Regions from separate parts of the Ovis aries genome. Here region 1 is linked to region 2. The links are chromatin contacts, called in public Hi-C maps. All regions are on one chromosome and are shown on one strand. The core of a region is the stretch at or near the end of the contact, and the rest is flanking DNA. Distances in the headings are between cores, read along the strand shown.

Region 1 (6,978 bases), core at 3,908-6,407, 150 kb before region 2:
CCTACTTCCTGGTGAAAGACTGTTTATTTTTTCTCTAAGATGGAGAACAAGGCAAAGATTTTAACTTTTATCAACATTAACGTCTTATTCAACATTATTCTGGGCATCCTATCCAGAGCAATAAAGCAAGAAAGAGAAATAAAAGTAGCAAAATTGTATTTATTTATATGTAGGAAATCTTAAAGAATTTTAGAAAAACTGCCTGAACTAATCAGTAAATTTAGTCAGGTTGCAACATTAGAAGCTATTGTACAAAATTCCATTGTATTTCTCCATGTTAGCAACAAACAGTTAAAAATTGAAATTCAAAAACAAGTCTGTTGACAGTAGCACCAAAAATTTAAAAATATTTAGGGATAAATTTTTAAAAATATGTGAAAAACTGGCATGCTGAAAACTAAAATATTGCTGAGAGATGGTAAAAATGATCTAAATTAATGGAGCGATACATGTTTATAATTGGAGGAGTCAACTAACATGCCAGTTCTCCTTGAAGTTATCAATATATTCAAGGCATTCTCAATTAAAGTGACTTTTTAAACACTGAAAAGCTAATTCAGCAATTCACATAGGAGATTTTTAAAAGCCCCAAATTTAGGAAAGCTAAGCAAATCTTGGGGAAAAAGGGAAGTTGGAAATCAAAGTCTTATTATGTTGTAGTTGTTCATTCACTAAGTAGCGTCCACCTGTCTGTGACCTCATGGACTGCAGCACGCCAGGCTTCCCTGTCCTTTACTGTTTTCTGGAGTTCGTTCAGATTCATGTCCATTGAGTCAGTAATGCTGTCTAACGATCTTATCCTCTGCCTCCCCCTTCTCCTTTTGCCTTCAATCTTTCTCAGCATCAGGGTCTTTTCCAATGAGTTGGCTCTTCGCATCAGGTGGCCAAAGTATTGGAGCTTCCGCTTCAGTATCAGTCATTCCAATCAATATTCAGGGGTGATTTCCTTTAGGGTGGACTGATTTGATCTCCTTGCAGACCAAAGGACTCTCAAGAGTCTTTTCCAACACCACAGTTTGAAAGCATCAATTCTTTGGCACTCAGCCTTCTTTATGGTCTAATTCTCACATCTATACATGACTACTGGGAAAACCACAGCTTTGACTAGATGGACTTTTGTCGGTAAAGTGATGTCTTTGCATTTGAATATGCAGTCTAGGTTTGTCATAGCTTTTCTTCCAAGGAGCAAGCATCTTTTAATTTAATGGCTGCAGTCACCATCTGCAGTGATTTGGGAGCCCAAGAAAATAAAGTCTCTGACTGTTTCCATTGTTTCCCTATCTATTTGCCATAAAATGATAGGAACAGGTGCTTTGATGTTAGTTTTTTGAATAATGAGCCAGCTTTTTCACTCTCCTCTTTTACCCTCATCAAGAAGCTCTTCAATTCCTCTTCACTTTCTGACATCAGGGTGGTATCATCTACGTATTTGAGGTTGTTGATATTTCTCCTGGCAATCTTGATTCCAGCCTGGCATTTTGCCTAATGTACTCTGCATAGAAGTTAAATAAGCAAGGTGACAATATACAGCCTTGATGTACTTCTTTCCCAGTTTTGAACCAGTCCATTGTTCCATGTTCGGCTCTAAATGTTGCTTCTTGACCAACATACAGGTTTCTCAGGAGTCAGGTGGGTGGTCTGGTATTCCTGTCTCTTAATGAATTTTCATAGTTTGTTGTGATCCACATAGCCAAGGGCTGAGGGTAGGCAATGAAGCAGAAGTAGACGGAGCAGGCCTAAACATAACAGCTTAAATTATAAATTTTGGAAGAAATAGTGGGAAAAAATCTTCATGACCTTGGGGTAAGCAAAGATCTCTTAGATAAAACATGGAAAACACAGCTGTAAAAGAAACAGCTGATAAATTAGACTTTGTCAAAAAAAATTATGTTGTTTGAAAGAAACATTGAGAAATAAAAGAGACAAACTGAAACAGTATATTTGTTATACACATATATGACAAATGCCTGATTTTTAGAATATGTGAATTCATACAACCCAATAACAAGAAGACAAATGATCTGCTTAAAAATTGGACAAGAAACTTTGGCTACTTTATCAAAGAACTAATGAAATGCAAGCACATGAAAAGGTGGCAAACATCTTTGTTCACCATCATTAGTCATTTTTCGTTCTTATTTAGTCTCTAAGTCATGTCCTAGACTCTTTGCAATCCCACGGAATATAGCCTGCCAGGCTCCTCTGTCCATGAGATTTCCCAGGCTAGATTACTAGAGTGTGTTGCCATTTCCTACCCCCAGGAGATCTTTCTGACCCAGGGTTCAAACCTCCTGTCTCTTGCATCTTCTGCCTTGGCAGATTCTTTACCACTCTGCCACCTGGGAAGATCATTAGTTATTAGTTCAGTTCAGTTCAGTTGCTCAGTCATGTCTGACTCTTTGCGACCCCATGAATCGCAGCACGCCAGGCCTCCCTGTCCGTCACCAACTCCCGGAGTTCACTCAGACTCACGTCCATCAAGTCCGTGATGCCATCCAACCATCTCAGCCTCTGTCGTCCCCTTCTCCTCCTGCCCCCAATCCCTCCCAGCATCAGAGTCTTTTCCAGTGAGTCAACTCTTCTCATGAGGTGGCCAAAGTACTGGAGTTTCAGCTTTAGCATCATTCCTTCCAAAGAAATCCCAGGGTTGATCTCCTTCAGAATGGACTGGTTGGATCTCCTTGCAGTCCAAGGGACTCTCAAGAGTCTTCTCCAACACCACAGCTCAAAAGCATCAATTCTTCGGCACTCAGCTTTCTTCAAAGTCCAACTTCTCACATCCATACATGAACACTGGAAAAACCATAGCCTTGACTAGACGGACCTTAGTCGGCAAAGTGATGTCTCTGCTTTTGAATATGCTCTCTAGGTTGGTCATAACTTTTCTTCCAAGGAGTAAGCGTCTTTTAATTTCATGGCTGCAGTCACCATCTGCAGTGATTTTGGAGCCCCAAAAAATAAAGTCTGATGCTGTTTCCACTGTTTCCCCATCTATTTCCCATGAAGTGATGGGACCAGATGCCATGATCTTTGTTTTCTGAATGTTAAGCTTTAAGCTAACTTTTTACTCTCCTCTTTCACTTTCATCAAGAGGCTTTTTAGTTCCTCTTCAATTTCTGCCATAAGGGTGGTATCATCCGCATATCTGAGGTTATTGATATTTCTCCTGGCCACCTTGATTACAGCTTGTGTTTCTTCCAGTCCAGCATTTCTCATGATGTACTCTGCATAGAAGTTAAATAAGCAGGGTGACAACATACAGCCTTGACATACTCCTTTCCTATTTGGAACCAGTCTGTTGTTCCATGTCCAGTTCTAACTGTTGCTTCCTGACCTGCATACAGATTTCTCAAGAGGCAGGTCAGGTAGTTTGGTATTAGCAGCTCTCTCAGAATTTTCCACAGTTTATTAGGGAAATGCAAATTAAAGCCATAATGAGATACTGCTATATACTCAATGGAATGGCTAAAATAAAAAGACAGACAATACCAAGTGTTGATGATAATGTGGAGCGACTGTCATATATTGCTATTGGGAATATAAAGTGATGCATTAACTTTGGAAAACAGTTAATCTCTATTATATATGTAAACACACACTGTATAATCCAGTAATTCCACTCCTGTGAAATAAGAGCAATAACAACGTATGTCCAAAAAACTTTTACACGAAAGTTCCTCGCTGCTTTATTTATTATAAATCTAAATTGAAAACATTTGGTGGATGGGCAAATGGCAGTATATCCACACAATGGAATAATACTCACCAATAAACAGAAAGCAACCTACTTTTACAAACTATTTTGACGAATTTCAGAAACATTATGCTGAGTGAAGAAGTCAGACATAAAGGAATGCATCTTATATGATTCCATTGTAGAAGGAGCTTCTACAATGGAAGGAAAGACAAATCTAAGGCTACAGACAGCAGTCGCGTGGGTCAGGGATAAAATGAGGTGGGTAACTGAATTCAAAAGAGGTAAAAGAGAACTTTCTGGGAATGATTGTTCATTATCTTGATTGTAGTAGTGGTTCCATGGGTGTGTACATTATTCAAAACTTTTCAAACTCTATCTTTGATATGACAGTAACATTGAATGTAAATCATATGTCAATAAAGTTAATTAAAAAATCAAAGGAAGTGAAGTAACCAGGTTTCATAAAGTATAAAACAGGGAGCTTTGGGGTATAAATGACATGACCTAAAGGTCAGTCTCCAGAACACTGTCATATGGATCAATCAGCACTAGATTTATTCCACCTGTGCCGCTCTGGTCAGCGTTAGTATTCCTGGAAGAGAAGGTCTAAGGGGACTAGCTTAGCAGGTGCCCATTCTTGGACTCAGAAAAGCCGGACCATCCTGAATGACCTTCCCATCCAGAATGCCCTAAATGTGGCAGGGGTGGTCCTTCAAGAAAAAGGAAGGAAGGTACTGTTAACCAGAAGAAAGGGTGATGTTATCTGGTAAACAAACAATCAGAAACAGTCTTCCGCTGTTTATTTCCAGGGGTGACCAAGGAGAATAGTGAGGGGCTTCAAATATACATGCTCATTCATTCCATTCAAGTATAACTTTGAGCATGGACTGTTTGCCCTGTACTGTTACTGACTGAGGTCACATATGCATTTGAGGTCTCTCTAAAAAGAAAGAGTTTATATTAATGTAAGGAACAGGAGTGGCTCATCTGGTGTGAAAATGGAGCACAAGTCTTTTGGGGAGTGGGGAGGATAGAATTCAGCTTAATATTGAAAAAAAAAAAAAAAACTAACAACTTTCCATGGATAAGAAGTGTGTATCTTCTCAGGTCGTTCTCATGTAGGTTAATTGTTTCCTAAGAAAGAAGATGGTGATCAGAGAAGGAGATTCCAAAATTTATGTCTCCCCAAATACGCAGATAGGGAAAAGCCTTTTCATCCTTATCGCTTTCCGTCTTTGGGTCTCCTGGGGTCTCCCTGGAGAGTCGGCAGAGGGAGCCATTCCCCAAGAAATCTCCGCCCGGGAAGTCTTAGTTGGCCTGGAGGGATTTTGCTGCTGGCCCGTGGAGTTGTCTCTCCGCTCCGCCTCCGTAGGACTCCCTCACCCCACGCCCCACCTCTCCAACCACTTTGTTGCTGCAGCGCACACTTTTGTACTGCGAGGTCACTCCTCCCTTCTCTGTCCCGCGGTTGCGCTCGCTCCCTGGCACCGCTGGGGACGTGCCATCCACTCCTGCTGGTTGCTCGGGTGCTGTCCCCACTCCCCCCAGTCTTCACAGGGGCTCCAGAACACCTATGGGGACTTTGACACTGGGGCCCTGAGAGTGAATTGAGACTCAGACGGGCACTCTCTCCGCTACTCCTTGGTAAATCCCACGAGGTAACCCCAAGGTGTGCCAGTTTAGTAGCCAGACTATTGGCGGAGTCTCTCCGGGCGGTGGAAGCCGCTCAGGACAGGGACAGCCCGTGATCGGGGCACAGGAACTGGGCCGGGAGGATCCTGCAGGTCACACTAGGGACTGCCCGCCGCGCCCAGCGACCCCCGCCCCCGCGCCCGCCCCCCAGTCGTCTCTGTCCCGGCGGCAGCAGCTGCAGCAGCGGCAACTGCTCGCATCCAGCGCCGGGCTCGGGTTACTCCCCTCCTCCTTCAGCATCTCGGGCCAGACGGAGAAAACCCGACTCAAGTTTGCAGCGAGTACTTTCTCGGTGCGCGAAACCGGGGGTCCGGAAACTCACGGAGACCCGTCTTCTTTCCCGAGCCTCTAAGCCTGAACCAAGGCTCCGAAGTATCGCTCTTTTGGGGACTCTGCTCGGAACCGAACTGCGCCTTTTGGAACAGATTCTGTTTCTCCACTGGCGCTGCGTGAAAACCCGGGGGAAAGTGTTGCGCTGTGAATCTCAGGATCTCGGGTAAGAGTTGGGCAAACTCCCTTCTGGCAGCCTCTGGACCTTGGCCGGAATGGGGGGCAGACTTTCCTTAGCCAGGATACCCCGGGTGCCCCGTGAGGTGGGGCGAGATGGGCTCGGTCTGGCTTGTTTACTGGTTTCAAGGGTTTATTGTTAGTGTTTGGATTTGGTCTTGTACTGGGAGCTGGGTAGAACTTCTTGGAGTATTTTTCGTGAGATGCCCCATCTTGCTCTGCATAATTTCTGCCCTTGTGTTTCCTTGTTTGTGTTGATTCTCTGTTGACCAGTGTCGTAGATGTGTGTAGGCAGATTTGGGGAGACTGGGAATGAAACAGTTTTGGCGGGGTCCTTGCTGTCTGGTCCACTTTGCTTCTCCTCTGGGATCTTGTTTTCTAAACTTCTCTTTCTCCAGGACTTGTTATTCAGATTGTGCGGTCAGACTGGGATGTTCCCTCCTCCTGTGTTCTCACGGTCTCTTAGGGGGCATCAGGATCACAGGCTGGGTGACTGGAGGCGTCTGTTACCTGTTTGAATACCTGGTACCTCAGGGGATGTTGGGAAGGGCGGTTCTTCCAGCCCTGTGTGAAAGTATTAGTCGCTCAGTCGTGTCCGACTCTTTTGCCACTCCATGGACGGTAGCCCGCCAGGCTCCTCTGTCTATGGGGTTCTGCAGACAAGAATACCGGAGTGGGATGCCATTTCCTCCTCCAGTATAGTTACCATGGAAAGATCTGTCTCCTGTTGGTCTTTTTAATTCCTTGGATCTAGGACTTTTAGTCCTGGTTTACGAAAGTATTTTGTCTTTCTTTCTGGAAATGAGTGATACCACTGCGTAAATGAAATGTAGTGACATCTTTGATACTTCTTTAGAAAATATCCCCACAGGAGAATCCAAATTCTTCAGGGAGAGTTAAAGTTCGAGATTTTATTATTCCTAAACTGGGCTTTCCTGGCCTTTCTCCTTTATATTCTGAGCCTCACGTTGTGTATGGTCTTCACTGTATGTGATGTTTCACTTCTTATGGATGAAAAGACTAGGACCAGATCATTTTTCTGAAGAGGTCAGCTTGCAGGGTACTTTTTGCTGTTCTACTCT
Region 2 (6,676 bases), core at 4,132-6,631:
CTTCATTTACTCCCAATCCGCGGCCCCGCCCCCTTTGCCCTACCCTAGGCAACCACTTTCTGTTTCTGTAAACTTGCCTATATGTGGTGTTTTGTATCTGGGTTCCTTCTGTTAGTGTATGTTTTTAAGGTTCTTCCATATTGGAGTGTATATCAGTACTTCATTCCTTTTGACTGCCAAATAATATTCCATTGCTTGGATAGACCGCATTTTATTTACCCATTCGTCCATTGATAAATATTGGAATTGTTTCCACCTTAATTGGATATTATGAAAAATGCTGTTATTCATGTACAATTTTTGTGTGGATGTATATATTTTTGGTCTATACTTAGGAGTGAAATTGCTGGGTTGTATGGTAACTCTAAGCTTAACCTTTTCAAGAACTACTACACTTGTTTTCCAAAGCATCTGCACCATTTTGCATTCCTACCAGCAATGTATGCGATTTCCACTTCCCACCACACTTGTTATTTATCCATCATTTTTGATTACAGCCATCCTGGTGGGTGTGAAATCTTATGTCATTGTGTTCTTGATTTCCATTCCCTCAATAAGTAATGATGTTGAGCGTCTTTTCATGTGTTCATAGGCCGTCTGTGTATCTTGTTTGTAGAAATGTCTTCAGATACTTTGCTCGTTTTTTAACTTGGATCCGTCGTATTATTATTGAGTTGTAATGTTTCTTTGTCCCCTAGCTCTATGACCTTTTCATATATGTGAGTTACAAATATTTTTCCTCTGTGAGTTATTTGTAACTTTCTTGATGATGTCTTTTGCCACCAAAAAGGTTTTATATTTATAAAGTTCAGTTTATCTACTTTTTCTTTTGTTGCTTGTACTTTTGGTGTCTAAGAAATCATTGCCTAGTCCTAGATAAAGGAGATTTATGCCTCTGTATTCTTCTTAGAGTTTTATAATTTTAGCTTTTACATTTAAGTCTTTGATACATTTTGAGTTTGTTTTGGCATATGGTGTGCATAAGGGTCCAAATTCATCCATTGTTTATGTCAAAATCCTGCTGTCCCAGCACCATTTGATGAGAAGAGCCTTCTTCCCCCTACTGTATTGTCTTGATAACCTTGTCAGAAATCAGTTGACCATAAATGTGACTTATTTATTTCTGGGTTGTCAGTTTTATTCCATTGACAAATATGTCTATCCTTATGTAAGTAACATACTGTTTTGATTGCTGTAACTTTGTAGAAAATTTTAAAATTGGAAAGTGTGAGTCTTTCAACTTTGGTCTTTTTCAAGATTGTTTGGCTAGCCTGGGTTGCTTGAATTTCCCTTTGTGTTTCTGGATCAGCATGTTAATTCCTGCAAAGAAACAGGGTGGAAATTTAAAGAGAATTGAGTCTATATATCCATGACAGGAATAGTGCCAACTTAACAATATTAAGTCTTCAGATCTTTGAAAATAAGGATGCCATCAGTAACCTCTGGAGTGGTGTCTCTCAGCTCTTTGCAATTTGTTGAGAGCTTCTTAGGCTTCTGACAAACTGAAACAAACTTCTTGTGTTTGATTTCTAGTTTCTGAGAGCTACCTTCGGAACAAGTCAAGGCTTGTGTAATAGACTTTATTTTCTGTCACTAGGAGCTACCCACTGAAACACAGACTCCACAGTCCTCCAGTTCCTCCTTGACTTGCAAAGACTGAGATAACTCTGACTCTACAGTATGAAATTCCACTTTCCCATGTTTCTACTTGGTTCTCAGTTACTACATGTTAAAACTATTAATACATAGGAATTAAACCAGATTTTGTGACTTTGCAAGGGTTCCTGAAGTTCTCAAATGGAGTGACCACTACTAAGTTCTCAATGACCACAGTGAAGCAAATAGCGTTTTTAACCCCCTGGCGTATTCAGGGCTTTTCTAATAGAGAAGCCACATCATTTGTTTTGGGCCATACTCCACCAAGGCTACTTTTGTCTTATGAATGTAGAGGAAGTGTGACATGTTCCTGGACCCACCAGTCATTGATCAAGTATACACCTGCTTTGACGGTTTAGAACCAGCTTGTGAAAAGCATGCTGTTGTATACATGAGAAAAGCAGGAGATATGATTTGGCCTGAAGCCAGCCAGAAAATGTGTCAGTTGCATTCCATAGTCTGGGTCATGGGGTAAGACAAATGATCCCATCTGGCCTTAGACCTGTGGAGCTCCTGCAGGAATGCAGGGGCTTTGTCACACGGCATAATCTTGTAATCCTCTGTCCATCTGTGACTGGTCTGCTTCTCCAAAGGGAGGAAGTTTTGCTGCTTCATTGTTCTATCACTTGTTGCTCACCATCTCTTTGCTTCCTGGCTCCAGGGTCTTACTTCTCTGGGTCTTCTGTGTGGACTCTTGGTCTGTTAAGAATCTAAGGCTGCCGGGAGACATTGTTTAGAGAGGTCATCCCCCACACTCACAGAACATACTTGTATAAGCAAATGTGTATACAGGAAAAGAAAATTGCTGAAGTTTTGAAAAACACCCTACAATTGGGTCAAGGATTGCCTTGTTTTTCTAAAAGAAAAGTAGACTCTGTATTATTTCATTGTCAACATTGGGTAGACGTATCATTTTTCATCACAAACTTATTTTGAATGAGTACTTCATATGGACATTTTGAAATAAAAAAAACTTTGCTTTTCATTTAGATATCAGGTTTGGGGCAAAATAAATAACCTCAATTCAGGAAAGCAAGTGATTCTCTTTCCTTTCTCTTTGCTGTGGAATTTGCTCTCGGTGATATGTAGAGAATTGCTAAAGAGAGTAGCAAATATGGGGGATAAAAGCAAGGGCTTTGAGAAAGAATCAGTGAAATCTAACTTGGAAACCTGGACTCTTCCCTTGACCAAATTATCGAGATTTGATCTGTAGAGACACCAACAGTGCTCGGCTGCTGAGGACACTGAGGAGAGATGGATCTGGCCTAGGAGTGTGGAGATTGAAAAAACAAAGGGTCAGAAGAGCTTTATCCCTCCTTACAAAGAAATGGATATACCAACACTGAGGGAGTCAGGCTCTAACGTGCTATAGAGAGGAAGTCAGCTTGCTGTCTCACCAAGGTGCTCATTCACCACCTTTGTAACTTCATTCTCTTTTCTAATGTTTGACGGTCTTTTTTTTCTCTTAAAGGAAATGAGACTCTTATTTATTTATACTATAATTGATTGTCCCATTTTACCTAGTCATAAAATAAGTCTTCAAAATGTACTGCCATAAATACTAACCAAAAGTTGCGTCTGACATCCTAGATACTATTTCCAAAAGAAATGTACCATTTTTTAAAAGAAGAGACATACACTTTTATTATATGCTGTTAATTAAAACCTTAATTTATTGATGTGTTTAGCCAATAGGTTACTTTATCAAACAGAGGCAGATTGCAGTAAAAAAAAAAAAAAAAAAAAAGAGAGAGAAAGAGAAGAATGAAACATCCTTGTGTCCTGGGCTTCGTCTCCCACACCTCTGTTACACACGCACACACACACACACACACACACACACACACACATAAATGAGATGACTTTTCAAAATCATTATCCTGAAATTCCAGAAATATAATTAGGTCTATGTGTACGTGTATGTGTGTTTCCAGAGTAGTGGAGTGATATGCTTTGTAAACTACTTCCCCAAAACACTAGAAACATGCCACTGTTCTTCTCTCCTTCCTTTCCTCTCTGACTTCAGTCAGCTAGATCACCTCTTTGCTGAGTGTTACAGCTAATCAAGGTCTCTTTCCAGCTGTCTGGGAGGATAAGTAGCCTCCAGCCTGGTTCCCAACCCTGGCTAAGATCACTGTCAACTGGGAGCTCCTCTAACTTGTATATTCTTGGCCCCACTTCAGACCTACTGAATGACAGTCTGGAGGGTGGGTGAGAAGGATGGAGCCACTGCCAGCCCATAAAGTACCTTTTGTATAAATTTAGAAAAGGTTTGAAATGCCTCAGAGTGTGCTTCTTGGTCGTAGAAAGCAACAAGCTAGATTTATGCTCTGACTTAGCCCTTTAGCCAAAGGCCTTTGTGCAGTGTGCAACCTGCAGAGCCTTACTTGGTGGCTTTGTCTGTTACTTGAAAAGGAACCCCAGTAATTGTAGTAGCCATTACCCATCTGTGAGCTGGCCTCTGCTCTACCTTGCTATTCTAATGATTGAAGAAGTTGAAGTCCAGGGGAACATTTCTGCTACAGAAAGCCTCATAGCCAGTGGCAGAAGACTAGAAGAAGCATAGAGATATCTTTCTAAGTGGCTCTACCCACACCAACTCTGACCAGCTGAGTAAGGGAGCTGCAACTCCAGGTACTGATCTGTGACGCCTGAATTGTCATAGTAAGCAAATGAATGACTCATTAGTTGACCCTTCAAAGTATTGGGGGTGGACAGGGGAGTGGGAAAATGTAGCATATGCTTTGTTACGTGTCTGTGGGCTTGGGAGAGGCAGTAACTTAAAAGCAAAACTTGGGGTCCCTAAAGTGAGGGTGAAGGGAGGCACTCACCTTCCTAAAAGAGAGGCTGCAGAAAAAGCCAAGCTTCTAGCTTCACCAGTCTGCCCGGCATCCTGTCCTGTTTGCTTTTATCTGGGTCCAGACTAAGGCAGACCATGATTTCTGGTGTTTGCTGTTGCCACTGCAAATGCAAACATCTCCGATTTACATTACTTACTTATGAAGATAGTTTTCAACCTGGTGACCAACAGCAGATCCTTTTTAATGGACCTTTAACATTTACATGAATAGTATACAAAGAGAAAACTTTGATTTAACGACCGTTTGCGGAGTGTCTCCACCTTGTATGCAACTGCGGTGTTTGGTGCTGGGAGCAGGAAGATGAGGTGGTACCGGCTCCTGGTGGCAGGAAGGTGCTTATAGCTCCCAGGGAAGGCACTGGGCGGGCAGAGGTCGATACGCCGGGGAGTTGCTTGTCTGTACCACTGTATGCCTTGGGTGTCCAGAGGATTAGAAAAGCAGAGACAGCGTTATGACCAAGTATTCAGTTGCTGAGTGTCTTCGATTCCTCTCTCCTATAATCACCAAACCCAGTGATTATTAACAAATCACACTCTTCACTGTAATAGATAGTTAGTAGTTGGTTGCTTGGGAACAGGATATCGAATTGAAATCATTTCCTTCATTCACTGATGCCCAAATATTGCAATAGTGGCATAAGGAATATAAACAATTAAGCAAGACCAGGAGTTTGGGTTAGATCTCTGAGAGGGGGAAATAATAACACCCCAAATGATTTATTTACTGCGTTCACATAATCACAAATGCCTAGTGAATGCTGATTTCACGTGAAGGCCGCAGGCATAATGCATCATGCATTAAATGCATGAGCATTTCTTTAGAGCTGCTTAGCTGAAGTTTATCACGATCACTCAGCCATTGCCTAGCAACTCTTGAGGGCTATCAAAGAGCTCTTTGTCCTTGGTCCTGGCAAAAGCAGTCCCTCACAGATCTCCTTATCAGTGTTAGAACATTTATCAGGAAAAAATACTTGCATTGAACCAGAGAATCCTACAAATTTAAAGATATACCCTTTCTGTTTTGTCCCTTCTTCCAAATAGTGTAGGAAATTGTTTCCCGGAGTAACTCATATTAAAGCCTCTATCTGTACTTTGATAAACATTCCAAAGGAATTTCCTCAAGATATCCTTTAGATCTCCGGTTGCTTTATAATCTGGACTAACATTTAAAATCACAGACCTGAGCTAATGAAAGTCTGTCTTGCCCCAGATAAGGAAGGCAGACATTTCCACTCCCTTAGCTAGCAAGGGTCCTCAGTTTAGATATACAGAATATTAACATGTTGGGCTTCCTGGTTGGAATGTCCTTCTCATATCTTCTTCAGAGAAACAAAGAATGGTATGGTTGCTCCATCCAATTAGAAAATGGTCCTGAATATTATGTTGGAAAGAGGAGCTGTGCTTATTGACTCATTCAAAAGACATTTAGCATCCTTCATGTACTGGGCACTGCAGTGACAATAGTAGGCACCAACTCTCATGGGGCTGTGAGAATTCTTATATTACCCTGGATGGAGTATGGACTGGAGAGTGGTCTTTCCTCTGCATTCTCTTCCGTACTTCTCTGGAATTCATCTCCCTCAGGTGCCATTGATTTAGTTCAAGACCTTGCCATTTTTTTCACTGTTAACTCAGGAGGAATCTCATACTCCGTAGAATGGCATCCTTGACTCTTCCTTTTGTGACCACTGCTTGGCTGCCTCACTGTCTTTCTTGCTTTTCCCAGCACCAATTTCAGCTGTCGCCAACACTTGACTTCTGAAGGATAGACACATCTTCTTAGGGCCTGAGCCTTGCACCACCATGCTATTAGCCTGGGACCCTCCTCCACCTTCACAAGCTACTTCCTTCCCTGATCATGATCTCCAGACAGGATTGGATATGTCTCTCCTAGGGCCATTCTCACTCTAGAGTTGGAGGTCTTTCTTAGAGAACCTGTCATTAGCAAGCCAGCAGTGTCTAGACCCCTTCAATCTTTATTGAGCTGAATTCTCTTTTCTGTCTTTGAAACAAGGAAACAAAAAGGTGTCTTATAGGACTCCAGCAAGGTTGGCAAAGAGTAAGATGAAATCAGTGGAAATAAGTAAGGCATAAAACAGACACTCACACACAACACCCAGCCGCCTACCTTACCCCACAAAATAGTTAAAGCAAACTTAC

Evidence for each region. A called contact is a pair of places that touch in the nucleus more often than the background predicts.
Region 1: a Hi-C map of hypothalamus shows a contact between it and region 2, with 3 times the contacts expected there. The contact joins the promoter of MEGF10 here to the enhancer-like site in region 2. A contact is called at or near these places in 4 of 16 Hi-C or Micro-C datasets (blood, hypothalamus, omental adipose tissue and 1 more).

The regions. Positions count from the first base shown.
Region 1 is chr5:24,465,146-24,472,123 of ARS-UI_Ramb_v3.0, reverse strand. It overlaps MEGF10 (multiple EGF like domains 10), which reads left to right and starts at 5,157. Exons shown (of 26, transcript XM_042250276.2): 1 at 5,157-5,885.
Region 2 is chr5:24,312,231-24,318,906 of ARS-UI_Ramb_v3.0, reverse strand. All of the region lies in intron 14 of MEGF10 (multiple EGF like domains 10), which reads left to right. Among named protein-coding and RNA genes, the nearest start is that of PRRC1, 110 kb to the right of the region's middle. Within about 2 kb of position 5,381, at least 6 of the 54 cell types and tissues checked have an H3K27ac peak or open chromatin away from gene starts, as enhancers often do. A contact at or near this core is called in hypothalamus, where this site is marked.